Regions from separate parts of the Mus musculus genome. Here region 2 is linked to region 1. The links are chromatin contacts, called in public Hi-C maps. All regions are on one chromosome and are shown on one strand. The core of a region is the stretch at or near the end of the contact, and the rest is flanking DNA. Distances in the headings are between cores, read along the strand shown.

What was found. A called contact is a pair of places that touch in the nucleus more often than the background predicts.
Region 2: a contact with region 1 is called in a Hi-C map of liver, with 3 times the contacts expected there. The contact joins two enhancer-like sites. A contact is called at or near these places in 3 of 484 Hi-C or Micro-C datasets (bone marrow-derived macrophages, embryonic fibroblasts and liver).

What each region holds. Positions count from the first base shown.
Region 1 is chr19:58,371,948-58,374,686 of GRCm38.p6, reverse strand. The region is part of intron 5 of Gfra1 (glial cell line derived neurotrophic factor family receptor alpha 1); the gene reads left to right. Among named protein-coding and RNA genes, the nearest start is that of Gm10007, 77 kb to the right of the region's middle. RefSeq lists an enhancer at 1,625-2,739. Within about 2 kb of position 1,401, at least 6 of the 459 cell types and tissues checked have an H3K27ac peak or open chromatin away from gene starts, as enhancers often do. A contact at or near this core is called in liver, where this site is marked.
Region 2 is chr19:58,553,770-58,556,508 of GRCm38.p6, reverse strand. No RefSeq gene overlaps it. Among named protein-coding and RNA genes, the nearest start is that of Ccdc172, 43 kb to the right of the region's middle. Within about 2 kb of position 1,363, at least 3 of the 459 cell types and tissues checked have an H3K27ac peak or open chromatin away from gene starts, as enhancers often do. A contact at or near this core is called in liver, where this site is marked.

The DNA.
Region 1 (2,739 bases), core at 152-2,651:
CAGGGAAGCTGTGACTACAAAGTAGAATAGGCATAGTGGGTTGGAACTCTGTGTGTTGGCACATGCCCTTGAAGAGCCACCAGGATGGTCGTGTGTTCTGTGAGATGGTGGTAAACTGCTCACACTGTTCTCCTCTGCATTTGTACTCTTAACTGTGGTGTCTCTTAGGTTCCCACTGGCTCACCAGAGAACTGCAAATCAAGGTGGCATAGTTAGCTGAGGTGGTTTTCAAGTTTGAACCTACACAGTCAGACAGGGTTCCTTCCGACTGCCTTCCTGTGGGTTCCTCTCGGCCTTCCCAACATAGCACTCGGTATGCCTTCTATGAAGATGTTCCTCAGAAAAGAAAAACCTGTCTATTTCAAGGGCACAGAATTAGCAGTTGTGACTCAGCCTGGCAGTGAAACTCCAATCTAAAGGGACGAGCTATAAATGAATGAATGAGAAAATTAAAAGTGGAGAGAGAGCATCAGGAATATGGGAGAGAACACAACACAGGGAACATTTTTTTTCCTAAGGTTGGCCATGGATAAAACAAAAACAAAAACAATAACAAAGCAAAACAGCAAAGCAAAGCAAACCAAACCAAACCATGAATTCTTGTGTAGGAACTGGTAAGCTATGGCCTGCAGGCTGACAGTTCTCTTTCTAAATAAAGTTTTATTGGAACACATCCATTCCCCATTGCTCGTGGCTGTTTCTTTAGTAGCAAAGATGGATGCTTTCCACCAAAGACTGTATGGCTGGCAAACTGAAAATATTTACCACCTGCTTTGTAAAGAAGGAAGCAGGGACAGATTCTTACTCCGTTTCCGGCTGCCTGCTTTCCTGTGTTTTCTGGGCAGGCTTTTTGGTCAGCAGCCATAACAAAAGAGAAATTTTGGAAGTGGTTGTCAGTCTGTATAGGGAGTGAGGAGGCCTTCTGTGGGTGATGAAATGAACCAGACTTGTAGCAAGCAGCTCTGCAGTGGGCTAATCTGGAGGCTGCTCATGCAAACAGCAGCAGCAGCAACAACAACAACAACAGGAATAACAACAACCTTGCATTAAAGTCATGCAGAAGTTTTGTTTATATTTTACTTATTAAATACTTGTAGCCCTCCGATGTAGGCTTAGTACTCATCAGCCCAGAGGTTGCATTTTTAGAAACAGGATTCTTGACCAAGCTAACTGTTGCTTAGTTAAGTTACATATGGACAAAACCCATACCATAAAATTTAATTAAATTTGTAAGCGCCTTTTTGAGTTCTTCAGGATATGTTAAAAAGCAAGGAAGTTTTTGGTGGGCTCATTTGCAGTGAGGAGGTGTTGTAGATCCAGCAAAGCAGGCAGGGTCTGGGATGACTCGGTGGAAATGGCTTTGTTTGCTTGACTGTCTGTTGGGCCAGGATTCTTAGGGTTATTTTTAGGTGTTCTGTTCTTATGTATCTGTCAACTTAGGCAACATTGATTTACCTAAGAGACCCAGTTTGTAAATAGGGAAACGAGTCCACTGGAATATTTAGAAACTACTTTCTGCATTAGACCGAGGGTTGAGAGACAGCAGGCTATTATGAACTCTCTGGTCTTGCTAGAGCTCCTCATTTAAGGTTTTATAATAAGCCTTCTTATTATAGAGTTATTGAGGCTCTACTTGCCTTTTGGAAGGAGGCAGCCCAGGGAAATGGGGTTGGGGAGGGGAGAAGGATGGCCTAAAAGCTGCTGGTACCCAGGCTCAGGGTGGGCTTAGAGGCTGTGTGTACCACCCTGACTGTCACTGTCCTTCAGGTCACTGGGCACAGACTTTTCTTAATAAAAATGGGATTTGTGTCTCTTAGGAGACAAGTCCTTCTTGGCTGGCTACATAAGAAAATACAAAACAGATGTGATCAATGTGGAAAGGGCCGGGTGACATTTCCGTGAACTTGGAACCTAATGAAATCCTCTCTGTTGCCCCTGCTATGAAAGTTGCTTCCACCTCTCCCCTATAAATGGGCTTGGCTCTATTTTCCTTTGAAGGGTAAAGATTATGTTAATAGAGTTTTAAGAATCAATGCAAAAAAAAAAAACAACAAAAAACAAAAACCAAAAACAAATAAAACCCCAACAACTCAAAGTCTTAAGTATTCTTTCTCTTGCCTTCTCCTACCCAGACGTGAATAGCCCCTAGTGTGGGTGCAGAGGTGGCAGGGGTCTTTTGTGCTTTCCCAACCCTGCTGTGTGCACAAGTAGCTGTTATGACTGCCACAGCATAATTGACTTTAAAATGCCTTAACGATCAAAAGAAATCTGTTTTCATTTTGTAATTCCCAGTCTCCTTAGCTTCCATCTTTCCAGCCAGTTTAGTAACTTTTGAAAATGAACCTTACGGATACGATTTACCAGGTTGGCCAATGAACAGCTTTCTGTCTGTGTGGGGGGCTGGTGGCAGGTATCTATCTATGCCTTCTCATGACCACTGAGGGACACACACACACACACACACACACACACACAGAGAGAGAGAGAGAGAGAGAGAGAGAGAGAGAGAGAATGTATTTTGCACCACTCTTCTGGAACAGCATCAGTTATTTCGAGCTTTTAAGGCCAATACAAAGCATTCCCTTTCCTTAGTTTTACGGCACCCACAGCTGCTGACCAGGTTGGCTGTGCTGGCCCTTCCTTGTTGTGTTGGCCTAGCCTCACACCCATGTAGAAGTCTGCACCCAGAGTGATGCCAGGCCAGAAGGTCTGGAGCTGGTCCACCTTGAGAGAGAGGCT
Region 2 (2,739 bases), core at 114-2,613, 180 kb before region 1:
GCAACCACAAAGCTGGATCCAGAAGTACTCATTAGTGTTGTATTTGCATCTATTAGATGGAGATTAAGAGGGTTTTATTTGAACAAGACTTTATTTACCAACTAATTAGGATGGCAATTTATTACAAGTATGAAAATAATGAACTTAGAATTATGAGAGGAGTGGAGCTCTTCTGGCTGTAAAGAGAAAAACAAAAGCATTTCTCCTGCTTCCTGTGCCTGAGAATGGCTCTATGTCAGTCATCGCTATTAATTTCACATTTCACTTGCTCTTTATTTTCCCCAACATCTGAATTCTGGTGCTGTTGATTTTATAAAGGCTTTTTAAAGATAAATTTGCTATGTATTAGAAGCAGTTGTTTAAATAAGCACTCAATTCCAACAGCTCGGTACTTCCCATGGCAGCAGCTGGGAGCACACTCCACAACCAGGCCAGCCTGTCTTTGCTGTGTGTTCCTTCTTCTTCCAGTCAAAGAAAGCCAGCTCTCCTAACACGCGCTACCTTGTGCAGGTTGTCCTCATGTTTAATAAACAGGAGCCTCCACCAACAACCAATAGTAAATCTTCCTTCTCCTGTATGGGGGAGGGGGCCTAATACAACATCCTTCATGGATTATTAGTCAGTGTCGTGTCAGTATTATTTATCTCATATCCTGAGTGAATTAATAAGAAAATGAAGCTGAATCTCCAGTACGATCATTTGACTCTTAGATGAAGCCAAAACAGGCCATGTAACTTTAAAATACAATATTTACAAAGTACAAAGTCAGCTAACTCTGCATTCCTACCTCAAATGTTTTCAGAGATAACTCTGCTTCATTCTTACATTAAAAATAAAATAAAATAAAACAAAACCTGTTGTATTAAGATAAAAGGGGCACACACCTCTACAACTTAATCCCTGCTCCAGGCTAATGACATGAGATATTTTTCACTTTTAGTTCACATCCTGAAAAAAAAAAAAAATGCCCTTGACAGGAAATGTTCTGAACTGGATTCTGAGAGTCGAACTTACATTTTTTTTTTTCAAATGACAAAGACAGAAGAGAGGCAGAACAAGCAAGCATGGAAGCCCACCTAAAATAGACCAACTCTGAGTGCTGAAGGTTCGCTAGGTGCTGACCAATGTCACAGTTCAAATTTATACCACAATAGACATTTAAGACAGAGCATCTTACCCTCCTTGCCTCCCCCCTCAACCCCCCCAAGTGTCTCCTTCATTGCTGATCACGCTCCTGAACTGCAATCATGGTTTCTGGACTGCAAATAAACAAATTGTTCATCACAGTGTGACGTAGTTAGTTATGATTGATCACTGCAAAATAGAAAAGGACTTTGTCCTCAGCCAAAGCTGAGAAGGGGCTGGGCCAGTGTGTGCTGTCTGTCCATCTGTAAGCACCCAGCATGCCCATCTGGTAAGAGACTCCATGGGTCATTCACAGCAGAGCTCCCATTCCACAGGAGGGACCAACCCCACCTCAGTCTGTTTCCTGGTCCTAATTGATTATAATGCAATAACCCCAACCTTCTTTTAGGCTTTTAAAATCTCATCCTAGTTGTACAAGTTCCAAGAAAAGCCAGGCAGGCAGGCAGGCAGGCAGGCAGGCAGGCAGGCAGGCAGGCAGGCAGGCAAATGCTCTTTATCTTTTACCAAAAACAATTTATTCTGAACAAACCACTGGGGAGGCAGCCATGTCTGGCATTGCCCCACCTATCAACAGTAAGGTCTAAGAAGAGGATGGAGTCTCCACTAGGGTTTACTCCACATCCTATGATTTTACTGCTATTTTTTCTCTAGCCAAGTGGCTTCATTAGTCAACAAGAGAATATGTACCAAGCTATGCATTCTAATAGTCTCCAATAGAGGTAAAAATTAGAAATTGCTTTTTGAAAAGAAGTAGGGTGGCATTAAAGATCCACGACGGCATGGCAGGCTGTGCAGGCGTGGCGTTGGGATCACATGGGTTAGTGGCACTCTGCTCATGACTAAATGCACAACCAATTGAATGAATTTATGTACTACTCACTTGCTCACAAACTGTCTCTCTCTATAGACGCTGTCTCACTTCCAGAGTAATTAAATTCAGTCTGTGACGTATTTATATGCACACAATTTCAGTTCATTGTCCTTCCAAGAGTTTTATGACTGACACACACGGGGAAGGAGAAGAAAGCAACAACTGAAGACCCAAGCCAGTGGGAACAGCTCGGTTTTAACCCATGGCTGCTACCTGCTGTTTCCTCCTCTTCACAGAACCTGTCCCGTAAACACAGCCAGTCACATGGTTAGTACTGTGTGGCTCTCCCACACAGTGCACATCATACCTTTGATGACGTGAACAGTGGCTTAAATCTTGAGTTATTTCTTTCATTTTAAATAGTAGAAACACCAAGTCTCAGTCCTTCTCCCATGCTCAGCTCACACTGTTCCTGCTGCTGTCACTAAATTTCTACCTACAGGTCCATACGGCACGCTAGCAGATGACAGTCATATAAGTGGTGGTATTCTGTATGCGTGCACAACAGGGCACCCACAGTCCACACCAGAGTTTCATTCTAGACCCAGCCATGTGCACAAATGGCTGAGTGGAAAGATGTGTGTACTTAGATACTCTCAGCTCATTAACATTATATAATAGTCACAGACCTAAGATTCTAGTGCCTTGGCCCATAAATGCAAGTTTCCCATTTTTTTTTTCAAAACTAAGAATATACAACAACAATTACAAAAATAGTTGTG